3 separate regions of the Mus musculus genome follow, and regions 2 and 3 are each linked to region 1. The links are chromatin contacts, called in public promoter capture Hi-C maps. All regions are on one chromosome and are shown on one strand. Each heading gives the region's core, a stretch centred on a gene start, on an enhancer-like site or on the middle of the called end of the contact. The rest is flanking DNA. Distances are from core to core; before and after follow the strand shown. Region 1 holds the start of Glmp (glycosylated lysosomal membrane protein). Region 2 holds the start of Adam15 (a disintegrin and metallopeptidase domain 15 (metargidin)). Region 3 holds the start of Rps27 (ribosomal protein S27).

Region 1 (2,821 bases), core at 124-2,623:
TTGGAGATGGAGAAAATGCTCAGTAATGAAGAGCACTGACTTCTTCCAGAGGACCCAAGGTTTGATTCCCATCATCTCCATGGTAGCTCACAGCCATCTGTAACTCCAGCCTCAGAGGATCTGACATCCTCTTCTGGTCTCTGAGGACACCAGACACAGACAGACATACAGGCAAAATACTTTACATGTTAAGATTTTAGGAAAAACAGGCTGGTTGTGGTGCTCATGCCTTTAATTCCAGCAGAGGAGGTAGAGGCAGGCAGGTGGATCTTTAATAGTTCAAGGCCGGCCTGGTATGTATAAAGAGTTCCTGGACAGCCAGTCCCTGCCTACTTGGTAATCTAATAAATGAAATGCATTTACCTGCTGAACATCTCATGCCCCAGACCTTGAATTTCTGGTCTTCCTCTTCTCACCTCTTGGCTGGAATTAGGGTGTCTTGGTCCCCTTGTAGAAACAAGCCTCCATTCCTGTTTGGTTCTGTTTTCTGAGACTACCATACCTAAGGATTCTTTTATTATTCTTTTACTTTTTTTGTTTGTGTTTTTGTCTTTGTTTTTTCAAGACAGGGTTTCTCTGTGTAACCCTGGTGTCCTAGCACTCACTTTTCTCAAACTCAGAAATCCGCCTGCCTCTGCCTCCCAAGTGCTGTGATCAAAGGTGTGCGCCACCACCGCCCGGCATTCTTTTACATTTTACTGCACTTGTTTTATGTGAGCAATGCACAGAATGCATGTGTAAATCAGGTTACAGCTTCTGGCAATTATTTTTCTCCTTCTACCGCGTTGGTCCTGAATATATATCCAACTCATGTTCAGTTTAGAGCAAATGCTGAGGCATCTTGCTGACCCCCAAGGGTTCTTTTATATCCAATTCCTCTCTATATCTTTCCTTTTTTGTTTTGAAGATTTTTTTTTATTATTATATCTAAGTACACTGTAGCTGTCTTTAGCTGCACCAGAAGAGGACGTCAGGTCTCATTACGGATGGTTGTGAGCCACCATGTGGTTGGTGGGATTTGAACTCAGGACCTTCGGAAAAGCAGTCAGTGCTCTTAACCACTGAGCCATCTCTCCAGCCCTCTCTATATCTTTCTAGCACAGAGCAGTAACATACAAATTACTCTGTTAAATTGTGTGGAAATTTTAATCTGGGTTTATTCACCAGAGGTGATGTAGGTGGGGCCGGTAGGGTGTCTGCAGTAAGGTAGGAGTATGTTTGCACAGCTAGTCTAGGATGCCTAGGCCAACCTGTTGATGATAAAATACCTGTTCACCTTGAGCTTTCGGGAGGCTATTCCAACTTAAACAGATCTGGGTTAATAGAAGCGGCCCCTTTAAGAACTTTGTTGGCCCGCCCTCAAAAGGGATCAGCAGGAAAGGAGTCATGTGACTCTGAGGCTCTTCCGCTGAGTTTAACTAGCTGTGGCTGTATGTTTCGCTGTTGGGGACCTCACTGGGGCTGGGTCCCCTGTGCCCCTACCCCATGGCTCCTTTTGAGTCTACTTGTGTGTTCAGCTCCATTTGGCCTGCAGGGAGAAGAGACTCGCCAGGTAAGGGCTCTGGAACTGAAGTTATAGATGTTTCCGGAAATCCTACCTTTCTAGGATGACCGGAATCTGGGACAACAGAGGGGTGGAAGGTGGATGCAAGAGAGATAACAACCCAGAGAGCTCAGTGTGGAGTCACGAGTGATTGGAAGAATTGTGGAGGGGTCAGGCATGACTGCGTCCTGCTTTCTGACGATGTCTGAGCCATGGCTCAGCCATTGTAGCCCAGGAACAGGCAAGTTTGGGGACTTAAAAGCCTTGTTAGCTCTGAGCCCTCTGAGTAATCCTGGATCCACCCTATGTTCTCAACCCTACATCTGCCCCTGATTCCAAGTTCCCCTCAGTTTCTACATTTCCCTCTTGCCTGGTCCTCAAGAGCCCTTGCATTGCCCAGGTCCTGTCCTCCACCTACAAGCTGCAGCTTTGCCTGTGAGCATACCTGATCTTGCTCCTTCCGCCCCACTACCCCGTGTTCCAGGTATCTATGGAGGTTATTTCCGGCTGGCCAAATCCACAGAACCTGCTTCATATTCGGGCAGTGGGCAGCAACTCCACCCTGCACTATGTGTGGAGCAGCCTGGGGCCTCCAGCTGTGGTGCTGGTGGCCACTAACACCACTCAGAGTGTCCTGAGTGTCAACTGGAGTCTCCTGCTGTCTCCCGATCCTGCTGGGGCCCTGATGGTGCTCCCCAAGAGCAGCATACAGTTTTCTTCTGCTCTCGTCTTCACCAGGGTGAGGGTCTGAAGGAGCCCAGAGAGAAGATCACAAGAAGAGAGTCCATCCTACCCCCAGGGCGAGGGACGGGTTTAGCCCAGGGTGGGTGAAGTGAATGCAGTTTTGGGTGGGGTGACTGGGAGGGATATTCAAGAGAAAGCCAGAGGGAGGCAAGCCTCTTCCACTCTACCCTGTCCCCAGCTGCTTGAGTTTGACAGCACCAATGCGTCCGAGGGGGCACAGCCTCCAGGAAAGCCATACCCTCCGTACTCCTTGGCCAAGTTCTCCTGGAACAATATCACCAACTCATTGGATCTTGCCAACCTGAGTGCCGATTTTCAAGGCCGCCCTGTAGATGATCCTACTGGAGCATTCGCCAATGGCAGCCTGACCTTCAAGGTGAGGCTATGGGGAAGGAACTGGAAATGACTGATGAGGGTGGGAGTATCTGTCCCTCAAGCTCCATTCTCCCCACATGGCTTCCTTCTCCTTCCAAGGTCCAAGCCTTTTCTAGATCTGGTCGACCTGCTCAGCCCCCTCGCCTCCTGCACACAGCA
Region 2 (2,939 bases), core at 261-2,760, 1.0 Mb after region 1:
CTGAAGCACGTCTGCTAGGCTCATTGGGGGGCTGTCCTGAACAACCCGGCTCTCCATGGATCCACTCAGCGTCCTCTCTGGGCTGGCTTGCTGCTCTTCCTCAGTGCCTCCTGCAGGGTCCCAGAACATCCTAAGAGATTGCTGAGGAAATCCCTAGCAAGGCTGGAATCACTAGTGTCCTCAGACCCACCGACCCTCAGCACAGAAGGCTATATCAGTGACTTAAGCGGTCCTGCAGTGTGTGCCAGGATTTAAAGGAGGATATGGGAAGGAGGGGTTTTTTTTTCCCCAACTTACGGATTTCACCCATAAGTCCCCAAAGTTCAGAGTATCCAGCTTGCAGCTCCTCCTTGCCTTCCCTTTGGCCAATCCCAAGATTTTCACGGGGGCCCTCCCTTGTTCCCATCCCTTCCCAATCACACTCCCCACCCAATCAGGAATGCCCTTTCTTAGGTCTAAGAGAAGTCTGTGGCCTAGTGCCCACTTGCCCTTCCTTTTCCCTCACAGTAGAGATGCCTGCCGGGAACACCCATCTTTGGGTGAGCAGTGCAAACACTCTGACCTCCCTAAACAGCCTTGATGCCCAGTCAGGCGCACCCGTTCCCAACAGCCTCCGCTTCCTCCGCCAGCACCCCCCAACAATGGCCCTCTCCTCTCCGGACACTCCACCCCCGCCTACCCTCTCGGCCCCCAGCCCAAGACAGCAGCGGGAAGTGAAAGTTCCAAGGAGGAGTTGGTGTCCCAGTCTCTTTCCTGGCGAAAGCTCCCTCCCCTGGCTCCTCCGGGCCCCTCCCGCTCCGCCAGGCTTCTGGTGGCAACCGCACCCGAGTGAGCGGTGCTGGCCGCCCAGGTCTGGAATGAACGGCTGAAAATAATCCTTTTCACTAAAACCCCACTAGCTAGTCCGGGCACTTCATTGAGTAGAACTGTCAGCTAGGCACTAGAGAGACGAAGACGTCAGTCCTAAGGAGTGACTCTTTCCATGATCTGAGCGCCCCACCCCCACCCCCCGCGCACGCTCTTCAGTGCCTGAGACTCAAAAGTGTCTGCAGGGATAACTCGGGACTTCAGGACAGAGGACGCCATCCTCCCTCCTCCTCTTCCTCCTCCTCCTCCTCCCCATCCTCCTCTTCCTTTCGTTCTCCAAATTACCTGGCCCTAGGCTTTGGTCCGCAGATCACGCAGGCTGCCCTCTGGTTAGGCTCCGGCAGACCCCAACACCCCATTGCCTCCGGGTTTCCTTGTACCTCTTTCCAAATCATCCCCTCGACCCACTGTCCTGGGAACTCACCTATATTTGGCAGCGGCGGGGAGGGCCGAGGGCTGCCCGCGCCCAGGAGTCCCAGAGCCCAGAGCAGCGCCAGCCGCATGGCCGCGGAGCTCCGGGCTGGACTGGGGCAGCAGGTGCGGGGCTACGCGTGGAGGAGCAGCCACGGCCCCGCCGGACACCAGCTCGGTGCAGCGCAGCAACTAGGCCCCGCCCCGCCCCGTCTGAGGCTCCGCCCCGCCCCGTCTGAGGCTCCGCCCCTGCCGCTCAGCGCAGCCTCTTTCCGGCAGCTACCGGGATGGGTTTGGACACCACAAGACTCGCGCCTTCCCTCCATCCTGCCTCCCGTCTGTAGCCCGGCTTCGTGGAGATTGTGCGGGCCAGTTCTTCCGGCTCACCCAATCCCGGATGCCTGCGAAGCACCAGCCGCAGGAGCGTGCATCACACTTTATTAAGCAAGAAGGCGGGCAGCATCCCTTCAATCGCCATACACAGCGTCGTCGTTGCTGTCGCTGTGGGCGGATGACGAGAGCTCTTCGCGGGGCGTGCACACCGGGCAGAGCCGTTGCATGTCGTCCCAGCACGACCGGCAGTACAGGGCCTTGCAGTCTGGTGTGGGGCACACGTAGGAATCCGGCGTCTCCATTGCCTGGCACACCACACAGCGCTGACGCATGAAGCGGTGCAGGAGAGGGCACCGGCGATACAGAGCCTCCACCAGGTAGTGGGGCTGTTGGAAGATGAGGTGGATTGGTTAATGCCAAGTGGGCTGAGCAGAAAGGGTTGTCAGGGGCACTGGGCAGCTCTTAATGTATGAAGTCCCAAGGCCTGACAATGCTATATTGGAGGAAGCTGGGGTAGACAAGAAGAGCCCTCGAGGGCGATATTGAGATAAATCGAAAGAGTCTTCTTCTCCATGATGGGCTGCGGAGCCTGGCGTGCCCAAACTTACTCCCAAGGATGACCCACAACAATTCTGTACACCTGTGGAGCGGCTTAATTTGGTACTTAGGCTTAGAAGGGAGGAGGGCACAATTTACACCTTACTGGGCTGGAGAGATGGTTCCGTGGTTAAGAACCCTGACTGCTCTTCCAGAGGACCCAGGTTTGAATCCCAGCACCCACATAGCTAACAACTGCCTGTCACTTGAGTTCCAGGGAACTGGATGATCTTCTGGCCTCCCTGGACACCAGCCACCCATGAGGACACAGACATATGCATAGGCAAAACACCCATACACATTAAATAAGTGCAAATTTTAATTAAGTCTTTTTTAAAAAATCTCTCCGGGTGGTGGTGGTGCACACCTTTAATCCCAGTACTTGGGAGGCAGAGGCAGGTGGATTTCTGAGTTTGAGGCCAGCCTGGTCTACAGAGTGAGTTCCAGGACAGCCAGGGCTACACAGAGAAACCCTGTCTCGAAAAACAAACAAACAAACAAAAAACTCAACCCCCCCCCAAAAAAAATCTCAGAAAGATGGTGTAACTTTCCTAAGTCAGATCTGAGTCAAACCTGGCAGGAACCAAGTCCCAAGCTTTGTGGCCATTCCACAGTCTCACTTTCCGAATACCCTCTTCATACAGTTGCCAGGAATTCTTAAGAGCAGAGCTGGGCTTGCCCTTCGAGCGCTCAGAGGTCTGTTTCTTCCCAGCCTTGCTCTGCCTCCTTGG
Region 3 (3,018 bases), core at 250-2,749, 1.9 Mb after region 1:
TAAGTCACGTGTGTAAAGATTACATTTCTGAGGCTGGATTCCCGAAGCCCTCGGTGTCTGTCTGTTCCTAGCACCACAAAAACCGCAACAGCAGTACACACCTACAATGCCATCACTTGACAGGTATCCTGTCACATACACTTGAAGCTACCTAAGGCCATCTCAACAACACACAGAAAAACAGTAACCCTCTGCTTCTCAGGCACTGGGATTAAAGCAGCCTGGGTACCATTATCCCTAAATAAAGACAGTCCCCACTGTCACACACCTTTGTATGACACAATGTTTCCAATAACCATTGCTAAAAGTTACTACCAAAAAGACATAGAAGAGTAAGCCCAATTATACACTATCACCAGTTTTAAACCATGGTCTAAGATTTATACAGTGAATCTAGATAAAAATGCCCCCAATGGACTCTAGGTGTTTGGCCACTTACTTGACCCCAAAGGGACCACTCTTCTGTTTGCCCTGGGATATGTGAGGCACCACTTGCTACCAGTTAAACAAGACAAACATTATATATCCAAAACGTGTTTATTGGGAAGGTTCCCACTCATCTTCAATCAGGGGCTTTCAGTGCTGCTTCCTCCTGAAGGAGCATCCTGGAAGAAAAAGATGCAAACGTTACTTCTGCCTGCCACTGACCCTGCCTCATCTGCAGAGTGCTAAACCTTCCTAACAGGAGTGCAGCTGGCTTTACCAGCCGGAAGCCTTGCATTCTACTCAGCCTTTCACCTTAGGACCCCAAAGCCAAACAAAACCCCAACACTGAGACCACTCACCTTCTGTCAGCCTTGCTTTTCCACCTGTAGGCTGACAGAGGACAGTGGAGCAGCCAACACACAAGACTACCGTTTGTGCATGGCTAAAGACCGTGGTGATTTTATAGCATCCTGGGAAGAAAAAAAAAGAGAAGAAAAATGTTAACTTCTTTTATTCCTCTCCAAGTTACCACTTCTGAACTCGTAATAAAATCAAAAATTAAGTTACAACCATTAGTACAGTTTAGTTTTCCCGCACAGCTGAAAACCACTTCCTTACCTGGGCATTTCACGTCCATAAAGTAGGAATTGGGGCTCTGCACCAGGCGCTTTTTCTTGTGTTTCCTCTTCTCCTCTTCTGGAGAGGGATGAAGGAGATCCTTTGCGAGCTAAAAGGGGCAGAAATGCAAAGACTTAGAAGGTAATGGAGGAAAGAGATGATGGGAAAGAGCCCCCACTGGCACACACCGAGGAGAACTCGCCCCTCGCCGCCCCTGGTGTCTGCGTAGCTGGGCCGCCATCTTATCTCCTCTCCGCTCCCGTCTACGCGGCTGACCCGTGGGCCGCCGCGGCTCTGGTTACTGTCCTAAGAGACGCAGAGCGCACATGTGGACCCTGTAGGACCCGCAATTAGCGCAAGAGGACCGTGCGGACCCAAGAGCGAGTTCTCTGTCGAAACCTGGACCAAGGAACTCACAGGCATGTTCTCGTAGGGAGGTCGTCACCGCCGGAAAGGAGCGAAAGCGGAAATCCTGTTCCTTATATCTGATATGGGACAGGAAGTGACGAGCCGTGTTGCTTCGCCATCTTCGGAAGGTCTTCTACTCTGTTCGAATGCAACGGAATGCCCGTTGACTGCCATTTGTAGAAGGTCCGTAAAGGCTCCTCGCGTCGCGGGCGCGTAGCCATGGTGAGAGAGTTAGCTTCTATTTTGAGTTCAGAATTTAGCTGCTGTGGCGAGAAAAATGGATACTTTTTTCTCACGTAGTTTCCGACTACGCTTTGACAGCTGGAGTGTGATGGGAACATCACAGGTGAACACCAGCGAGAAGCTTTTATCCATGACATTTTTAGTTATTGATAGTCTTTACCATTTTCCAGTTGGTTTGATTTACGCTGATTAATAATTCTAGACGTAAATAGGTTTTTTTTTTTAAAAAATGAGATACCTGCTTGAAGCTGGGGGTGTACTACGCTGGTAGGTAGAGTGCGTGCTAAGAATGTGCAAAGCGTAAACTGGGCAGGGCGCAGTGGTGCTGTCAGTGGCTCAAGGCTGGAATCTCAGAACTTCAGAGGATGAAGCGGGAGGACGAGGAGTTCAAAATCATTCTAGGCACTGGGCTTCCTAGCAAGTTTGAGGTCTGAGTGGACTACAGGAGACCCTGTCTGAAAAAACAACAAAATCAAATCCTGTTCATATTTGCTCCACTGCAGCTAACCCTATTGTTTACCTTTATTGTTTTGTTGTTGCTGCTGTTTTCCAGTGCTAAAGATAGAGCCCGACTTTGTATTCTTACAATTCTTTACCTTTGAGGAATAAAATCAAATATCCTTACACCACTTGACACGTGCATTGCTTTTAAAGTGCTAATTAAAGGCCAGACGAGGTTGGTCACACCTTTATCACTGCATTCTGGCAAAGCATGGAAGAGACTGAGTTCTGGCCAGCCTGATCTAGCAAGTTGTAGGACAGCCAGAACTACAAGAGATGTCTCTAAAAACCAAATCAAAACAAAAAGTATGTTATTTAACTATGGAGCTGCTGTAACCATTACCACATTGTACAAATTTGTGTGTTTGCTGCTCAACACAGAGGCAGGTGGATCTCTGAATTCAAGTGTCTATAAATAAAATAATAAATAAATAGTCCATGCTTAAATGAATGCATGTTGATTTTGGATTTTGGCAATATACATGGCAGAGATATCTTGGGAAATAGATTCTAGGTTTAAAAATGAAATTCATGGCCAGGTGTGGTGGTGCACGCCTTTAATCCCAGCACCTGGGAGGCAGAGGCAGGCGGATTTCTGAGTTCAAGACCAGCCTGGTCTACAAAGCGAGTTCCGGGACAGCCAGGGCTACACAGAGAAACCCTGTCTCAAAAAAAAAAAAAAAAAAAAAAAAAGAAAGAAAGAAATTCATTCCTTTTCCTAGACTGAAAATAATTTCTTATAATACTTGTACATCTGCAATTTATCATGTGAGCAGAAGTATGAAAATGCAGGGGATGAGGGGGGAGGCAGGGACAGGGTTT

The links. Promoter capture Hi-C pulls out the DNA fragments that hold promoters and counts their contacts. Capture Hi-C pulls out chosen DNA fragments and counts their contacts.
Region 2: a contact with region 1 is called in a promoter capture Hi-C map of adipose tissue, with 2.0 times the contacts expected there. The contact joins the promoter of Adam15 here to the promoter of Glmp in region 1. A contact is called at or near these places in 1 of 39 promoter capture datasets (liver), 1 of 115 datasets of contacts at active chromatin or transcription factors (pancreatic cancer cells) and 1 of 9 other capture datasets (adipose tissue).
Region 3: a promoter capture Hi-C map of liver shows a contact between it and region 1, with 3 times the contacts expected there. The contact joins the promoter of Rps27 here to the promoter of Glmp in region 1. A contact is called at or near these places in 1 of 39 promoter capture datasets (liver) and 2 of 9 other capture datasets (adipose tissue and liver).

What each region holds. Positions count from the first base shown.
Region 1 is chr3:88,323,650-88,326,470 of GRCm38.p6, forward strand. Glmp (glycosylated lysosomal membrane protein) reads left to right here and starts at 1,374. Exons shown (of 6, transcript NM_020003.1): 1 at 1,374-1,552; 2 at 2,028-2,282; 3 at 2,466-2,663; 4 at 2,762-2,821. The coding sequence starts at 1,433.
Region 2 is chr3:89,348,518-89,351,456 of GRCm38.p6, forward strand. It overlaps Adam15 (a disintegrin and metallopeptidase domain 15 (metargidin)), which reads right to left and starts at 1,511. Exons shown (of 23, transcript NM_001037722.3): 1 at 1,292-1,511; 2 at 1-110. The coding sequence starts at 1,370. Dcst1 (DC-STAMP domain containing 1) reads right to left here. Exons shown (of 16, transcript NM_029974.2): 16 at 1,702-1,997. The coding sequence ends at 1,746. It also overlaps a transcript of Dcst2 not described here.
Region 3 is chr3:90,212,149-90,215,166 of GRCm38.p6, forward strand. It overlaps Rps27 (ribosomal protein S27), which reads right to left and starts at 1,500. Exons shown (of 4, transcript NM_027015.4): 1 at 1,462-1,500; 2 at 1,045-1,153; 3 at 786-896; 4 at 519-605. The coding sequence starts at 1,467. The coding sequence ends at 577. Nup210l (nucleoporin 210-like) reads left to right here. Exons shown (of 40, transcript NM_029937.2): 40 at 1-3. It also overlaps a transcript of Rab13 not described here.